Regions from separate parts of the Mus musculus genome. Here all the other regions are linked to region 2. A link is a contact called in public promoter capture Hi-C data. All regions are on one chromosome and are shown on one strand. The core of a region is the stretch at or near the end of the contact, and the rest is flanking DNA. Distances in the headings are between cores, read along the strand shown.

Region 1 (2,942 bases), core at 400-2,899, 1.3 Mb after region 2:
GTGGTATGGCCACAAGCCAGGAACACTAAGAATGTTGGCAGCCAGGAGTAGAGAGAAAAGCCAGATTACGGATGCTCCCTGTGCACTGTCACTCAATGCTGAGTTTAAATTTCTCCTCTCTAGGTATGTGACAAGATACATTGCTTTTCTTTCTTTCTTTCTTTCTTTCTTTCTTTCTTTCTTTCTTTCTTTCTTTCTTTCTTTCTTTCTTTCTTCCTTCCTTCCTTCCTTCCTTCCCTCCCTCCTTCCCTCCCTCCCTCCCTCCCCCTCTCTCTCTCTCTCTGTCTCTCTCTCTCTCCCTCTCTCTCTCTTTCTTTTTTGAACCAACACGTTTCTAGTAATTGCCTAGAGCAGTCATGAGAAGTGGATTCATTCTCCCATAAAGTGGAGGCATTGCTAAGTAATATCTGAACAATATCTAATCAACTTTAGCATTCATTTATAAAGTCAGAAGTACTATTTGTTGATTCCAACAAATGTGAATAAATTAATAATAAATGAACAAAGCATAAGTAAAGTAGAAAAATTGGAAAAAGAATGATTAGGCCCAAAGAGAAGGCTTACTGGGTAGAGGTACTTATGTGGAGGCCTGCAGACACAAATTCAGTCCCTGGGTCTCACAAGGAGACAGAAGAAAACTCTCAAATGGTGTCCTCTATTTTCCACACATGTGCTAGTGTAAGCACACACCTGTACTCTTCTACATGCATGTACTAAATAGATTTTACCTATAAAACCAGTCAAAAATGCTAACATTTTTTCTTATTCTCCCTAAGAAACTAACAGAAAATGAGCCTAGATTAATATCAGAGAAGAAAATATGGAAAAATTGTGAGGTCTTTGCATTTTCAGGGAAAAATAAAGACTGAAATATAAACTTGTCATTAGTGCCTTGATAAGTAAGCATATGTAAGATTTTGTAGAAAACACACATAAAGCAAAAAATTAGAGGATAAATACACTTAAAAAGTGATGAAGGTATAGAGGTATAACTGATACAGTTGTTTGGAAGACCTTGGAACTTTGGACAAGAAAAGTTGGTTAAATAATAAGTGGGGCATAATGGGCCTAGGTCATAAAAGCATGAAAAATAGTGCTGAGGACAATTTGGACTACATAGGCACTGGTGAAAAGAAGAGTATCAACTGGATTAGAGTGCACTCTCCCTATACTTTGGCAGAGAATGTGGCTACTTTCTGCCAACAAATCCACCTGTGGTAAAATGGAATTTTCTACTAATATCATTGGCAGAGGAGACTTCAAGACAGCCTAATATTAATTGTGCCAAGTAGTGATTTTATTCATTCTTATGCACATCTACAGTGAAGAGAAACAAACAAGACAAAGAGAAATTCAAAATGTAAAGTTTGGGGAGAAAAAGAGAAGCAAGACATTTGGTACTGGAGCTTATTCATGGAAGAAGCTTAAAGGCCTGATGCTGGATAGAAAAAAGGGAGTAGAAACCTCTGGGCAAGACCCCAATAACCTAATCCTGTGACCAAGGAAAACAAAGACCTGAAAGTTTTCTTTGTCCTAAACAACAATGGAAAGCTTATGCAAATGTAATTCAAGGAGGGGACAGGTTCCAGCTCCAGCAGGCAGGAGAAGTTGGCAGCTTCAGCTATGTAGCTTTGGCTTTAGAATTAAGTGGGACACAGGAAAGGTATTGTGGAATGTTCCACGGTTTAGGAAAGCTATTACTAAAGTAAAGGTTCATGGCAGTAGGTCTTTGCAGGAAAGTCCAGGAAAGCCATTGTGTAAAGCTGTGAATGTAAAGGATGGATTGTGATGGAGATCTACCAGTGCTGGAAAAGTCACAGTATGTTGTATCTGCCAAGGAGAGAAGCTCCAGGCAGGATGTGGAACCAGCCCAAGATTGTTAAGTGTGTTTCTATCAGCAAATCTGGGAAGTGTGGGAGATATGAAGAGCTATCTACTCAGCCCTTTGACATTAGGAGTTTGTCCTACTGGATTTCAGCCTTGCTTTGGTCCAGTGCTTCATTAATAAGTTCCTGCTCCTCCCCTTTGAAATGGTAATGTATATTCTGTACCACTGTATGTTGGAAGTATGTGGTCAGCATTTTGCTTTTTGTTTTTATGGGGTTTTACAATTAAGAAATAGGCTTAAGTCTCAAGGACACTCAGGACTTTGGTATTGTAAGCTGTCTTGAAAATAAAAGACTATGGAGACTTTTGAAGTTGGCTGATGCATTTTACATTCTGATATGACTAGAAGCCTATGGGGGCCAGGGAGCTGAATGTAGTAGTTTGAATGAGAATGGCCCCATGGTCTCATGTATTTTAATGTTTAGTTCCAAGCTGATAAAATTGTTTGGGAAGGATTAGGTGTGGCTTTGTTGCAGAGATGTGTCACTGAGGGAAACTTAAGAGTTCAAAAGCCCATTCTAGGCCCAGTCTCTGCCTTTGTCTGTGGATCTTAGTTAACATTCTACTGCCATGCCTGAGTGCTTCCTGCCATGATAATCATGGACTATATCTCTAAAACTGTAAGCAAGCCCCCAGTTAAATAATTTCTTAGAGTTACCTTGATCTGGTGTCTCTTCACAGCAATAGATCAACAATTAACACAAGAAAGTTAAGTATGTAATAGAAAACAAACAAACAAACAAACTGCAAGGTGCAACCTAATGAAATTGAGACCTTTTCTAGGAGCAATTCACATCATAGATCATAGTGATTTGGACTTTTATATTGTGGGTTTTCCATATTTATAATAAACTGGAAATATGTTTACATGAACCAACATGCCTGTAGGAATCTATTATTTTGACATGTGTTAAATCAAGAAGTTGTTTTCTTCTGTTATGAATTCATATTCTGGGCTGCTATTGATAGGTTTGCTTCAGAAGGCAGCCGTGACATCTTACATGTTCATGTCAAAGGGACACTATCATCATACTGAAAATTAAGTTTTCATCAAA
Region 2 (2,702 bases), core at 31-2,530:
AGCACTGGAAGTGATACAGTTTAAGTTTGCAAAGCAGTTCTTTAAACTTGGCACTGCTGAGCAGCTTGCTTTCCCAAGCAGAAAAACCAAATCTGCACGGGGATACTGGATTGCCCAGGATGAAAGTTCCTTACTTGAGACTGCTGAGGGCTCTTAAAGGGAGCTCTACAATTTGCTACACTGTTTCCGAAAGGAACTGAAAGTGGTAGTAGCCATAGAGATTGACATTTTCGACAAGAATCCACTTAAGTGTCAGCAGAAATGAGCGTATGCAGAATGAGATCTCACTTGAAGCGGAATCTACTTTTCAGGCTCCTACTGAATTTGTGAGATACTCCCTACAGTGACTAGTAATGCGGAGTGGTAAGTTATCCACAAAACTATGCATCATTCTAAGGTCAAAATAGACCTGCAGCATTGAGGAAGACTTACACTAAGAGTCAAAGACATAAAAGAGGTTCTGTCCTGGCCCTGGTAGTGACAGTACTTGTAAAGTCCCATCATTCAGGGAGAAGCAGGAGGGTCAGATGATGAGGGTCACCCTCAACTACGCAGTGAGCTCAAGGCCAGTATGGGTTACATGAGACCTCGATAAGGGGAAAAAAGATATTTATGTACAAATGACATAGAAAACTGACACCCGCCCTTGGATTTAGTAATCTGTAGGTTAACATTACATTGATTAGACTAGTGGTCCACTTAAAAGGCAAACACTTTTGCAACTAGGTTCGATTCTTAAGTGGATGGACAAATTCTGGGGATTTACACTGGGGAGAAACAAACAATATCAAGTGTTTGGGTATGGGAGCGTGGAAGTGCTACGCCTGAGCATATTTCTGAAGCTTAATTCACAGGAAATGATGGTAGCTAGCTAGGATAAAACTTCTGTTGGGTTTTGTAATGCATGTGACTGGCAACAGAAGTGGCCAAGGACAGACCTACCATCAGTTTTAGGAACAACTTTGTGCCCATTTGCAAAGGCAATCTCTCCTTCCTTCCTGGAGTTTACAAAACTGGAGGGTGAACACTAAGAATTATTTCAAATCTAAAGCATGACGCATTCGAAAGTGCTGAGTAACGAAGGCACAGGAGGTGCTGGTGAGCATAGGGCTTCCAACTCTAACAGGATAACGAAGGAGACCTCTGAAGACCGTGTAGTACAGCAGCTGTAGCGTCACCCCGTCCCTCAGGAGGCATGCGCTCTCTGGCGTCCGCGGGAGGCAAGCTTTAAACTACCGGACTAGTAGGCTCGCCTGGGATTAAGGCGGTAGGCGGGGCTCTCCTCGGCCCGCCCCCTGACCTGCAAGCGTGCAGAAGAGGTCAGAGGTCGCGCAGGCGTCATGGCGGCGCTGTGTAGGTCCCACGCCGGGACTGCTGGGAGCCGTTTCTTGAGAGCGCTTGTCTTCTCCAAGCCTTTGCGAAATGCAAGCACGGAGAGTGGTTCCGAGAGCGCAACCCACGACTCCTCCGCTCCTCGGGCGCGTTCAGGCGGCTTCGCGAGCGCTCTGGAGCGACACTCGGACTTGCAGCGGAAGGCGGAGCTCCGACTGGTAAGCAGGCCTCGCGGCGCCACGTCCGCACGCCGGGCCGAGCGTGGGGAGGGGCTAAGCCCGGGACGCTGGGAGGAGCCGGCGTGGTGGGGCGGGAGCCCGTCGGTGTTGGGGTGGGGCTCAGGCGGCGACTCCAGGGAGGGGCCAGCGTGGGTTGGGGGTGAATTCTGTCCTTCTTGTCATGGGCTATGCCGGTGACTTAGGGATGAGGAGAGGAGCGACTGGAGCGGCGGGGGTAGCTTTCTACCCTTGACCTGCAGCAGAGCGTGTGATTAATATTTTCTTCCTTTTCCATGGCTTTTACGCTCCTGTGGGTTCTCTCTGCATACCTTTGTGACACATTCTGGGCCAGGTATCCATCGGGTTTGTGGGGCGACCCGTCAGACTTGGAGGAAAACGACTCCAGGTCTTAGCCTTGCCACAAGGCGGCTCGAGGCCTGTCACAAGCATCTTAATTGAATTGACACTTAAAGCTATTGTGAACTGGGCGTATGATTTAAACTGTCAGTGTTTCACTTTCCTTTATTGCAAGTGACCTTTTATTTTAAAAATATAGTTTTTTCCCCCTTTGTGTAAAACATTGTAAAATAATTTAGATACATGAAGTAGTGCAAATACAAAAGGCTGGGATTTTTAAAAATTCTGAGACTCGGGTATACATGAGGTTGGGTTATATAAGAAAAATCTGAATTTCCAGTTTTTGTTCTCTAGTGGGTATTGCTGAACAGTACACATGTAGCTATTTCTCAGGATTGTAGGGTCATCTTAGTTTTGAGTGCCAAAACTTTTCTTTGATCTAGTGATGGGAAGGACCCCAGGACATAGTTTTGAGATTTTTGCCACATGTAGTGGCTTAAAACACAAATTTTTACTTATAGGGCACTAGGAGTTCTTTTAAAATAAGAAAATGAAAATATAAAAAGATAACAAAAACTTAACATATTAGAATTGGACAAAACAAATAGAATTTAAAGAGCTCAAGAGAGGTGGAGGAAATACAGGCACTTGTGCACACACTCAGGAGTCCCATAGAAGCTGGAAGCCGCGACACACTTTAGAGGACCTGGGGTAGGCCTGGTGCAAGCCCTGTGAGTGCTTTCCAGTCTCTGCCAGCTTTGTTCATGTTGATTTAGAGAGCCTTGTTCTCTTGGT
Region 3 (2,890 bases), core at 98-2,597, 1.3 Mb before region 2:
TGAGTCTGAGAGTAGTCCATAGTGGGTGAAAGTTGTTCCCCTGACACTAGCAGATGCGATTAAAAGTTGTTACTGTGAGTTAAATTTATCAAACTTTTACAGTAGCCCATTTTCCTACAGAAAATATCATGTTTCAGAGTCTGTTTCCCCAGACTTTGGGGGCTGGTAGGGACTTGGGAGCAGGTACTTCTCAGCGAGCCCCTGTACAGCAGTCCATCTCTCTCTAACACCCTGAAATGTGGGTGTGCTCGCAGGCACTGGTGTACATGTGAACATCTCCCATCATTCTGCTGTGAGGCAGGGAGGCTGAGAAACTGGATTACTTTATAAAAGCTATCTCAGATGAGTCACTGTGTCAAAGAAGAAAACAGGTTTTGATAATTCATGACCACATTACTTCTGATCATTCACATAAACCCACAATCTTTAGGTCTGCATGAAATTAAAACTTACAATATATTTCAAAAATGAAATGAGGGACATATTTTGCATTGGGACCCATTTTTGAAGGGTCTGTAAAAATGAGTACTACATGGCTATTTACGAATGGGAAGAATAAGGCTTAACTTTTAATGTAATTAAATCTGTGCACTACATTCCTGAGCAATGAGCAGAATGTATTTTAAGTATGTATTAAATATTTGAAATTATAAATCTAGGCCGCTGTAGCCCGCATCCAGAGGCAGGGGCAGCTAGGTTTCTTTGAGTTAGAGACCAGCCTGGTCTAGGTAGTAAGTTCCAGGACTACCAGAGCTGTGCAGCGAGACTGTCTCAAAAACCAAACCAAACCAAAACCCAACCCAAACCAAACAAAGCCAAACAACAACAACAAAAACAAAAAAACCCACCAAAAAAACCAAGGAAACAAAACAACCAAAAATCAAAAAACTAGGCTACTTTAAAATGTCATTATTTATTTTGTTAAAATTCCTGAGATAAACACTATTCTAACAAAAGAGCCATTAAGACTAAGAATCTCTAAGATAGTTTTTATGTTCTCAAATTCAGAAGAACTAAACACATTATTGCAGTATTAATAAAATAAAAACTCAAGATAAGAAGGTCAAATGTGTCCAAGATAATTGTCTCCTCCACAATGAGGCAAATCCATAAGGAATAATGGGGGGAAGTTCAATGCATTAGCTTTTGACAGTCAAAACAGGAACCTTTAAAATACTCTGTTCATGGTTAAAAATAATTTGTACTCTAAGTCCAGTGATCATTGCCAGGGAGAACCAAAGTTGAGAAATTTCTATTAAAAACATGACTCAGAGGAAAACATACAGGGTCTGGTCATGAAGGAAATGATCTGGCCCCCATTGGTCACTCCTACAGTCACATGGTCAGGGCATCTTTAAAAGTGAGCTATCTGGACTTCAGAGGCTCATAGCACCCTCCTGTGCTGCAGCCTTTCTCACCTGGAAGACAGCTCCTCCTCGAAGGTTTACAAAATGTGTGATGCCTTTGTGGGAACCTGGAAGCTTGTCTCCAGTGAAAACTTCGATGATTACATGAAAGAAGTGGGTGAGTGCTGTGGGGGTCGGGGTCCCCCGGGCTGGGGAGAGGGCTTGCAGCTGCCTTGCAGCCCGGGGGGACAGGATGGAGCTGTGGTGGGAGAAAATGCTGCTTCCCGCATGGAGGGTGTATGTAGAAGCCACAAGAAAAAGTCTGTCCTAGAAGTTTTCTCAAAGCTTCAAGCTCGTGATCCCTCCAGGTGAACCCGCAAGAAAGAGTCTACAGGACAATCTTTTACTCTCTGTAGAACGACAAGATGTGGCCTTCTTTGCCAAGCTTGCGATTCTGAGGTTCATTTGGCTACTTGCCTGTTTTCAACATCTCCTTTTACATGAAAAATTTGTAATAATTTAAAGAGAAAAATATTCCTTCCGTTTGTTTTTTTTTTTAAAGGATGGGGGCAACTTTTACTTAAAACTGAAGTCATGATATTGCCCCTCTTAGAAAACAAATCATGTTGGAAAATATATTTTAGCAAATTCTTTTCTGTCTCAATGTCAAGGCCTAAGAATGTGTGATTATTTTACAGTTGACAAAAGCTTGGCTTCCGGAGATACTTTCCTTCAAGGACTTAAAGGTTTCTTCGTTGGTTTAGAGTGATATGTGATGTCATAGATTTGTGAGTAATTCAGAAGGAAAGCAGGGCATGCAAAGCACACATAGAACTTGCCCTTCCCACGATATGGGCTCACAACGGTCTATGTCCTGTCAACACTGCCCACAGGCTGCTGTGTGGCCAAACAGCTTTGCCTATCCGTATAGAGGGGCCATCGCCCAGCCAGCGATGTACTTCATCAGGAAGCGTCTGCTTTGAAGCCCTCTCTCCTGACCTCCCCATATTACAGAGTATCTCCGTTAGGACAGACTCCCCTCAACCTGCAAACCTTCCCTCAGTTATACAGTGGGAACTTTTGGTTGTCTGTCAATATTGTTGTCTTGTTTGCAGACAAGAAGAATATCGGGAATTTCAGCATGACTTAGCCCATCGACTGTTTACTGTTCAGTGTGGTAGTTACTATGCACTGAGCCAGAAATACCAGGGCTTGAGACACTTTTAGCTCTTGACCACTTGAAACATTTCATACTGCTACCATTCCTATCTAAATTATAATGACACTACTTAAGTTGTGAGAGACCCATGATTAAAGGCAGTAGATATTTCCTGAGTGGAACTGGCAACCGTAATTAAGGCAGAGTAGGCAGGTATTGGCTTCTGCAGTCAGATAAAAATGAAGACACAAGTGAAGCTGTTATTTGTCCCCGGCACGGTCTCTCTGCAATCATTTCCCAGTGCTGTGTCCCTTTCCTGCGCTGATTGATTGTACAGAATGCTGTGCTGTGTGGCAGAGTGACAATTCAAGGCAGAGACACACCA
Region 4 (2,786 bases), core at 214-2,713, 1.4 Mb before region 2:
TGATGGCTCCAAATCTAATTAGAAATCATAATCACTGAATCATATTTGGGTATAACATGAATAAATTTCCCATTGGACTATTGATGAATTTAGTAAAAATAAATAATGAGAGCGAAAGGCATCTCTGATATGAGCCCTTAGTTGCAACATCCCGGACTGCGATTATGATTTGACAAAATTTAAAAATAATTAGACTAAGAACTAAACCCAAAATGTGGTGACCACTCCCAGTCCCTTCTCCATCTCAGAGGAAATATCAACTTTATCTTCCAAAGACTTCTGAAAGAATGTGTGTGAACAGCAAAGATACTGAAGTGGCTAACGGACAAGAACACATGCAGAATCCATGCAGTCAAATCAAAATTACACGTTACTATATGCGATCATGTCTCAAAGAAGCAAAATCAAACCAAACAGCACCAGATTAAGTGACCTCAACAATCCCAGTACTTGGGAGACAGACATACGGGAATCACGAGTTGATGGCCAGCCTGGGCTACATACAGAGACCTTGACTCAATCAACACAAAGCAAAATTGGGCAAATATTTAGCATCACGTAGAGATTTTTTTCTCCCAAAATCAAAACAGTGAGCAGATTTTTGAAAATCCATTATGTCAGACTTGGGAATTGTTAGGCGATAACAGGAAGTTATCAATACTATTGTCAATAGTCTTGGGAATTGTTGGGAGAGAGCAGGGAGTAAACTTTAAGTCAGGGTCCTTCTATAAAGCCTAGTACAAGTTACGCACACTGCCTTGGGTTTGTTAGGAGTTTCATAGAATACAAAGCAATACTTGAAGTGACCTTGAGGTTTTGCTGGTATTTGCAGGGAGCAGAGCAGCATTTAGAAGAGCAGAGCTTTGGCACCAAGCTTAGCATCTGTACATTTCCAGCTGTGTGACTTTTCCTCTTTGAAACTAAGTTGCTCCAAAAATAGGGTAGGCTCTTTGAAGACAGTTTGTAATGGTAAATTCAAAGACTAGAACTGCCCAGAGAGAATCTGGATAGTTCTGAGAGGAACAATGGGCTGTGATTTTTTTTTTTTTTAATCAAGGGCTAAAAGAACCCATCTAGTTTCCAGAAGTCTTTGCAGTAAGCATTGGTGGTCCACTCCCGTAAGCCCAGTAGCTGGAAGGTGGCGACAGGGGGAGCAGGAGTTCAAGCTTATCTCTGAGAGGTCAGAGAGTTCTTGACCCTCCTGGGACACACACAACTGCCTGCCGGTAAAGACCAGATCTCCCAAATCAAGAAAATCCCAAGGGAACTCAGCCTTCGGAGTGAGCTGGTCAGGAAAAAGCCTGCCTGGTTCCTCCCGCCTTGCTCTGCCCATACACAGATAGATGGCAGCACCATTTTAGTTTCCTTCACAACCAAGAAGAAATGAAGGCCCGAACTGCCCAGTCACCTGCTCTCTCCAGAACATGGCAGAGTCACATGGCTCCTACTGTGGGTGCCAGCTCCTGTGCCTCCAGGCTTAAAGCCGAATTAACCTCACCACTTTTGAATCTGGCTGCACTACAGAGCCTCACCATAAACCACAGGGTGAAAAACCTGCTTGACAACCATCTCAAAGCTACGCAAAGCCTCTTTTTAATAAATCAGCATTTTAAATACCAGTACACTTTAGAATCTAATCTACAGTGAGTGCCAGGAGAGGGAAAGATTCGCTTCCCTTTTTGTCAGTAGCTCTGCCAAAACTCAAGCCTAGGCTAGTGCGGAGCTCTGATCCACTTTCAGAGAAAGTTCAGAAAGAGAAATAATCACTCTGCTTTAGAGCTTGGGAATTCAGAACAATTATGATTTGCCAAAGACAAATAATGAAAATAGATCGGAACTTGGGAGGAAAAAAGAAAATCTGTCAAACTCTACTAAACTTTGTGGCTTGCAATGTCTGCTGAAAGATAACAGTGTTCTCAGAAAAGACAGAGGTTGAGGTGAACAGCCCCCTGTGATGACGTGTGTGACCATCCCCTTTGCCATTGTGACCCAGTGTCACTGCAAAGGAGTTTGGCTTCACCAGGCCATGTAGATGGCCTGGGGAGTTACTGTTGCAGGGGACTTGTTGGGGTTTAACATGGACTGGGATGTCACAGTGTCCTGCTCTTGGAGCCCCCATGCCCTTCCCAGCTGGGGCTCCTGTGGAAACTGACCTAGTTGAAATCTGAGTTTCTGTAAGATGGAGAGAATGGTTCTTTGTTACATTGTTGAGGCTAACCCAGACAATGACCTTGAAGCCCAGGACAGGGCCTCCTGTGCAGCTCCAGGGGTGCAAGGAACAGATAGGAGTGGGAGGCAGGGACAATTTGGACTTGATTTTTTTTTTTTCTCAAAATGAGAAATTGAGTCACTCAAATGGAGAAAAAAAATCGACTGCGGTTTGGCTAGGATGAGAGTGGCGGGATGAAGAGATGAACGAGCACACTATTTCCCATACACTAGTGTCTGAGCCTTGCATTCCAACAACCGTCGGAACTCTGCAGGACTCCACTGTGCTCCTCAGTTATTGTTGGGCCATATAGCAATGAAATTCTTCCTCCTGCTGTGGCGTTTAGGAGAACCCTTCTCCTTTTCCCGTCCAGGGAGCAGGAACGGTGGTCTCACGGGGCATCGGGGACTCTCAGGAACCCCGCAGCCGGCGCTGTCTAAGAGGATGAACTCTGAGAGCAGGAAGGACTTCTCTGGGTCAGCTCAAGTAGGGCTGGTTAAGGCCCCGCCACCCACAGCCACTGTACGCAGAAATCAAGGTTCCTGGCAAAAGGAGAGGAGCCTCATGGGATCATGTG
Region 5 (2,700 bases), core at 59-2,558, 1.4 Mb before region 2:
CTGCTTTGCAATGTCAGGGGAGGCTCTTTCACTCATACAGCATGCATTTGATAAGATTTTTATTTTCAAACAACTGATAATAGAGGACCCCAAAACCAAGCTCTTGAAGGTCTTTTGTGGAAGAGCAAAAAACCATGAGTATGTGATAGACACCCACATCAGTGTCTTAAGGCAGCAGGCTTCAGAAGAGTAGACTCATTTTGTCTTTGTGGGTTTATCAATCCGATTTGCTGTCCCTGCCACTCATCTCTGAGACATGTTACATGTTGTTGATAATTTCTTGTTTTGATTCCTGAGAACCAATCACTTCACAAGTAATTATGCCAGGGCATTGTGGTCATCTTGTGGGTAGGTCATCTGGATAGAGTTCCACTTAAAAGTAACATACTTACCATGGTACTGTTCCACGTGAGGAAACATTTTAAGAACCATAAACTAGCCTTTGTTGGTCATCCAGAGCAAGTGGTTGAGCCATGAAGATTCTCTGCGGATTTTGGAGTCAGGGTGCTATGCTCTTGTTGTGTGAGTTTGGGACAAATCCCCTGACTTCTCCAAGCTTTGTTTTCCTCATCTGTATTGTGCAGGGACTCTTCATGAAACCGTTCTAACACTTATGTTTAAGCACGTAAGAGCACAAGTGCTGTCTGGTGTGGTGGCAGGTGCCTGTAGCCCGAAAGTGGAGGCAGGATGCTCAAAGACTTCAGAAGCCAACCTATGCTACATAATGGAACACTGCTAAAAATCGACGCCTTTGAAAGCGGCTCAAAGACAGGGTGCTTGTATAGTATTTACAAAGCCTATGGTCCTTAGTATTGAGGGCTGCAGGTGCGGAGAGCAACTGCCTGCCGCCGTCAAGTCCACAACAAACAACCTGTATCTAAGTGAATTATGGAGAAGAGAGTTGGTGCAAAAAATAAAAATAAAAATCTCCTTTAGGCTTACAGGTTTAACAAATGAGAGTGCCCAATGACAGTCACAACTCCAATTTAGCTGTAGCCGAAGAGCAGAATGGGAAATGGGAAAATATAAACTAATAAAGAAATTTAACTAATATAATTTATATATAATTTAATATATAATATATAATATATTATATATATTTAATTTCACTAATATATAACATATATGATATAAACTAATAAAAAAATAAACTAATAAAGACAAAAGTGGAGATTTGAAAACGGGATTCTTAGAGAAGAAAGGGTATGCAGGAGAATGCCAGAACACGGTAACTTCAACCGGACCAGCCCTTACAAAGGCAAATTCGGCCCGGCTTACACCTCCAGTCTGAGCGAAGACGTGAAGGCGGGGTTTTAATGGGGCGGGACTTCCTGTCGGAGCAATCCCCGTTACCTCCGGAAGAGCCGAAGAACCGAGCCCTCGGACGCCGGCGGTTGAGCATCGATCGCGGTGCGCTCGCGCGAGGTGAGTCGGTTCTGTCCCTGGCTTCCGTGCAGCGTTATTCGGTGGCCGAGGCGGGGGGTTGTGCGGGCTGCAGACAAGCTCTCCCCATGCTGGGCCGGGGCGCCTGCCGGGCCCTCCTCCCGGCGGTGCTCTCCGTAGCGCTCCGGAAACAGCCGAGCGGGTTCGCCAGGCGGTCCTCGATCTCTGAGGTTCTGTGTCGCAGAATGAGCCCGGCTCTGCCCAAGCCCTCAGGGCTCTACACGGCAAGTTCCCTGGCTCACGAATTTACAGGATTAGGGGTGAACAAGACCAGGTCCGGTGATGTCCTGCGTCGGGAGCGGGGCCTGTATAGGATAGAAACAATTTTAAGTCTGTATGATTTTGTTCCCAAAGTGAGGGTGATAGAATATGACCCCCGTGAAAACAAGTCTTGAAGCAAAGGTCTTTGAAATAAAAGGGTTTATTGAGCCATTAATATATATCAGCTAGGAAATGGACCAAGACTTGGGGCACATTTTGTAAACTACCAGCAACAAAGCTAAAAAAGTGCCTCTGATGAGCTAACGCTATAATTGAATTTCAAGGCACAGGCTTTTAAAGTCTCTATTCTTGCCCCCCACCATGCTCCACAAAGCCAGAACAAACCCCAGAGAACTGTTACCTAATTAACTTCCCTTGTGTCTTCCCTCTTCTGGACCTCTACATTTTAGGGCACCTCAGAAATTTTTATTTATCAGCCTCCTTTCCTCAAGGAATATTAGAACTGATTAAGAAGATGTAGCATGCATTATAAATGACCAAATGTTGCATAGCAACAGCAGTTTTTCTGCAACTGTCTATTGCTTGATATCTGTTGGGTTGAAGATTCGATGGATGGCTTTTGAAACAGTCCTGGGGAGTCAGGAGGTGTTCTGTTCATGTTGTCACAAGGTAAAGTGTGAGTGGCTTGAGGAAGCAAGTGGTGAGGAGGCAAGCCCAGCCCAAGAATGTCCAGTTGTGACAGAATAGAAGAGAGCAGTAAGAACAAGTGTGACCAAGTTTGGAAAGCATTCTTGAAGAGCTGTAAGGAGTTTATTCTATAACTCAAAGCGCCTTTTATATGCTTGCTTGGACGCTTGGATCACAGGAAAAGGCGCTTAGGCGTGAGGGCAAATGTCTGTAATCCCACCAGCATTCTGAAGACTAAGCGAGGATGCTCAAAGCTTGAAGCCCACCTTATATCAATAAGAAGGAAGGTGAAGCCGTAGCCAGCAGCATCTGGTTGTGTCTGTCTGCTCTGTGTCCCTGCGCTTCTCC
Region 6 (2,989 bases), core at 160-2,659, 1.5 Mb before region 2:
CTGTAGTTTTTACATCTTCTCGCTCACCCCACTATCACCTCAGGCTGATAAAAGCTATGCATCTTGTCTAACGATACCTTGGGTGAGCTCAAATGCCCTCTTATTATACATACATAAAAGTACACAACACAAAAGTCAGAAAAATAATCTTATTCTGTAAGCTGTGTAAACAGTTCATTTCTATTGTGGACCACTGCATAGAGTGTAAACTAAAAGTCTATAAGTAGGAACCGGCCAGTATATATATAGATTATATTGTATATATAGATTATGTTGTAGCCCTTATCTGACAACACACAGAATGTTCTTCTTTGATTACTAAAAATGTCTAGTTATCTCCTGAAAGTAAAATCTAGCCATTTATCAATACCAGAAAATATGCGATATATACATATGTATATATGTATATGTTTGTATATATGTATATCCTGTTATGTTCCACTCAATAATCTGAAAAAAAATTACTCAAACAGTTCCAACAACCTTTACAAGATCTTCATCTTTCTTCAAACTATGCTACCTGTACACTCTTATTTCTTGAGCGCTTTTCTTTCCTTGGCCCCTGGAGCCCTATTAAGAAAACTATTCCAAGGTTCATTTTTCTTTGCCTTACTTTTTTCTTCCCTTTATTCAATTATATTAATTCAAGGACAAAAAGGGCAATTTCATCCTGAAAATATCTTTATGTTTTCAACGAATTCTGTTTATCTCATACTTATTTCTCCAATAAAAGCTACACCTATGTCAGAAATCACATTATCATTTTGGAATCACCACTCTCAATTTTCCCCTTCTAGGTATCGCTCCAAAGCCCTAGAAATCATTGAATGATCTTTAAATAAGACAACTCGATTGTACTGACAAATGGTTCTGTAAACTTTGATATATAATATTAAATAATAGTGTTGCTGAAACACTAAAGGTTTTCAAATTAGCAAATCTAAGCAGCCTAATACTGTTTTCACTTGGGCTAAATTCAGAAATTCAGGCATTCAGGAATCTTTACCATAGTCCTAAATTACAGGGACAAATACACAATAAAATAGTGTTCTATCTGCCTACTCTTCAAATCAGTTGTCAATCCATCAAAGAAATGCTAATTATGGAAAATGACTAACCTTCTAGACCTCCCCCCCCAACCAGTGATAACTACAAGTCCCATGATGCAAAGCTCTAGCCCGAACTTATGCTAGCCAAAGTGCCTTCTGGGAATTGAAGTCTTCTCTTCATCTACTTGGCAAACTAGATATTGTAGCCCCATTTCTCAGAAACTCCCTAGTAATAAAGCCTGTGGAAAAAAAACTGTCGATTCCCTGTGATAAAATTAGATTTGTTCGGGCCACTGCAGAGACAGGGACCAGCAATCCCAGTGTGGGCCTCCGGGGGCGGTGCCGTGCTGTGACGTCACTTCCTGGAGCGGCATACCTCCCCCTCCCACTCGAGGCCGTCCCTTCCCTCGGTTCGCGGGAACCTGGCTGGGTGGCTGTGCCCAGGCACCGAGCGGCTGCTCCGGGGCGGAGGGTCACGTGAGGAGTCCGAGTGCCCGGGCAGGACGCGACCCGCCGCAGTCCAACAGGAGCCGCCTTCCTTCCCCTGACGGCGTGGGGTCGCGGAGCGCGCCGAGGTAGGACGCGGGGACACCTGCCGCCTGGACGGCGGGCGGGCGCGCGGGAGGCTGCGGGGCGCGGGGGAGCCTGGACCCCGCCGCACCCCTGGGCGCGCCTGGCCCGGGAGGACTGCAGGTGCGGGAGCCCGGCCTGAGGGCTCGCGGCCCGCGCGGACCGCGTCGCCCTGCCAGCTTCCCCGGGCCTGCGTTCCGCCACCGTGCTGTCACCCTCCTCCCCAGGTAGCGCGGGAGCATCCTCCTGGGTACGAGGTCAGGCGCCCCCGAAGAAGGCGACACGCCCTCCCTCCGCCGCTCGGCGCTCCCGCGGGTGGAAGTCCCCGGGCGCACCCCGAGGCCGCCCTTGGCAGCCCGGGGCCTCAGGTGGCAGATGTCAGAGGCCAGCGCCGGAGCTACGAGAATCCTGCGCGGTTCTTCTGGGGAGGTGCGGGGTGGGGGTCAGGATTCACCCAAGGGGTGAGTCCGTAGCTCAAGTTTCTTGAATGTTCCACAATAAGGAAGGTTGCACTGGCCGCGTGAGGTTAGACACCCTGTTTAAACTTCCTACATCCAGAGGGGACAGCTTGCTAAGAGGACAGTAAATAAAGTTGGGCTGGTAGACCCCCTGTTGCTGTGTATAAATAGACCTGTCATTTCTCCTGGTCGCTACTTAACATTTCTGAGTTTATTACTTAACGTCGTAATGGTAAGTCATTACTTCTTTATTCTACAAAATTATTCAGACATACAATATAACCATCTTTTGGACCTTAGGTTATTGAGAATGAATAATCTAGAATCAAAAAGCAAAACTTTTAATGATTTAATTTGATTGACTGTAAACCTGATACCTTCCCCCCCCCTTTTTTTTCGTTAACTTTACCAAGTTTGCATTTGAAATATATTTGATGCTAAGTTTAAAAAAAAATGTTACTTTCAAGACAGTTGTTGCTGGCTTGGTAGTACAGGTGTGTATCCCAGCACCTATGGAGGCTGCAAGATCAAAAGTTCAAACCTACCTAGGCTACTTACTTAGCAAGTTCACAGGCAACAACCTTGTAAGACCCTGCCTAAAAATTAACATATTTTTTAAGGAAGAGGTTTAGAATGCATGCATAGCATTGCAAATCTCAATCAAAGTAAAAGAGCATTCCTTAGTAATAATCAAACTTCGGACTGACTATGATTAGCCTGTGTAAATCCTTGGGAGTTTCAGTAATTCTATAAAAAAGTAAAATGAATGACTTTTTTCCTTCTTCTGTTCCTATGTTGCATATAGTACAACCAGGACGACAAAACTTCTCCTTCTGCTTCCATTTTTTGAGTGGGAGTAGACAGGAAATATGTTTGAATGTATGTTAGGATTAAGTCCATTTAAAATGAATA

Evidence for each region. Promoter capture Hi-C pulls out the DNA fragments that hold promoters and counts their contacts.
Region 1: a contact with region 2 is called in a promoter capture Hi-C map of stem cell-derived epiblast-like cells, with 2.9 times the contacts expected there. The contact joins the enhancer-like site here to the promoter of Mrps28 in region 2. A contact is called at or near these places in 9 of 39 promoter capture datasets (the 3T3-L1 cell line, 3T3-L1-derived adipocytes, hippocampal neurons and 4 more) and 2 of 115 datasets of contacts at active chromatin or transcription factors (embryonic stem cells and kidney).
Region 3: a contact with region 2 is called in a promoter capture Hi-C map of 3T3-L1-derived adipocytes, with 3 times the contacts expected there. The contact joins the promoter of Fabp4 here to the promoter of Mrps28 in region 2. A contact is called at or near these places in 6 of 39 promoter capture datasets (the 3T3-L1 cell line, 3T3-L1-derived adipocytes, hippocampal neurons and 2 more) and 1 of 9 other capture datasets (macrophages).
Region 4: a promoter capture Hi-C map of liver shows a contact between it and region 2, with 5 times the contacts expected there. The contact joins the enhancer-like site here to the promoter of Mrps28 in region 2. A contact is called at or near these places in 7 of 39 promoter capture datasets (the 3T3-L1 cell line, 3T3-L1-derived adipocytes, the C10 cell line and 2 more), 1 of 15 datasets of contacts at CTCF or cohesin (large pre-B cells), 1 of 115 datasets of contacts at active chromatin or transcription factors (astrocytes) and 1 of 9 other capture datasets (embryonic stem cells).
Region 5: a contact with region 2 is called in a promoter capture Hi-C map of pre-B cells, with 10 times the contacts expected there. The contact joins the promoter of Impa1 here to the promoter of Mrps28 in region 2. A contact is called at or near these places in 12 of 39 promoter capture datasets (the 3T3-L1 cell line, 3T3-L1-derived adipocytes, the C10 cell line and 8 more), 7 of 484 Hi-C or Micro-C datasets (CD4 T cells, CD8 T cells, LSK cells and 4 more), 2 of 115 datasets of contacts at active chromatin or transcription factors (astrocytes and fibro-adipogenic progenitors) and 3 of 9 other capture datasets (adipose tissue, liver and macrophages).
Region 6: a promoter capture Hi-C map of pre-B cells shows a contact between it and region 2, with 3 times the contacts expected there. The contact joins the promoter of Snx16 here to the promoter of Mrps28 in region 2. A contact is called at or near these places in 4 of 39 promoter capture datasets (the 3T3-L1 cell line, liver and pre-B cells), 5 of 484 Hi-C or Micro-C datasets (CD4 T cells, Th1 cells, Th17 cells and 2 more) and 3 of 9 other capture datasets (adipose tissue, liver and macrophages).

What each region holds. Positions count from the first base shown.
Region 1 is chr3:7,578,323-7,581,264 of GRCm38.p6, reverse strand. All of the region lies in intron 2 of Il7 (interleukin 7), which reads left to right. Among named protein-coding and RNA genes, the nearest start is that of Gm16685, 33 kb to the left of the region's middle. Within about 2 kb of position 1,649, at least 11 of the 459 cell types and tissues checked have an H3K27ac peak or open chromatin away from gene starts, as enhancers often do. A contact at or near this core is called in embryonic stem cells and stem cell-derived epiblast-like cells, where this site is marked.
Region 2 is chr3:8,922,435-8,925,136 of GRCm38.p6, reverse strand. It overlaps Mrps28 (mitochondrial ribosomal protein S28), which reads left to right and starts at 1,280. Exons shown (of 3, transcript NM_025434.3): 1 at 1,280-1,550. The coding sequence starts at 1,341. Gm52601 (a long non-coding RNA gene) reads left to right here and starts at 1,565. Exons shown (of 2, transcript XR_003954436.1): 1 at 1,565-1,663.
Region 3 is chr3:10,207,073-10,209,962 of GRCm38.p6, reverse strand. It overlaps Fabp4 (fatty acid binding protein 4, adipocyte), which reads left to right and starts at 1,347. Exons shown (of 4, transcript NM_024406.3): 1 at 1,347-1,524. The coding sequence starts at 1,452.
Region 4 is chr3:10,291,583-10,294,368 of GRCm38.p6, reverse strand. It overlaps a transcript of Fabp12 not described here. Among named protein-coding and RNA genes, the nearest start is that of A930014E01Rik, 5.0 kb to the left of the region's middle. Within about 2 kb of position 1,463, at least 43 of the 459 cell types and tissues checked have an H3K27ac peak or open chromatin away from gene starts, as enhancers often do.
Region 5 is chr3:10,330,047-10,332,746 of GRCm38.p6, reverse strand. Impa1 (inositol (myo)-1(or 4)-monophosphatase 1) reads left to right here and starts at 1,308. Exons shown (of 9, transcript NM_018864.6): 1 at 1,308-1,425. It overlaps Slc10a5 (solute carrier family 10 (sodium/bile acid cotransporter family), member 5), which reads left to right. Exons shown (of 1, transcript NM_001010834.2): 1 at 1-1,013.
Region 6 is chr3:10,438,550-10,441,538 of GRCm38.p6, reverse strand. Snx16 (sorting nexin 16) reads left to right here and starts at 1,409. Exons shown (of 8, transcript NM_029068.4): 1 at 1,409-1,624.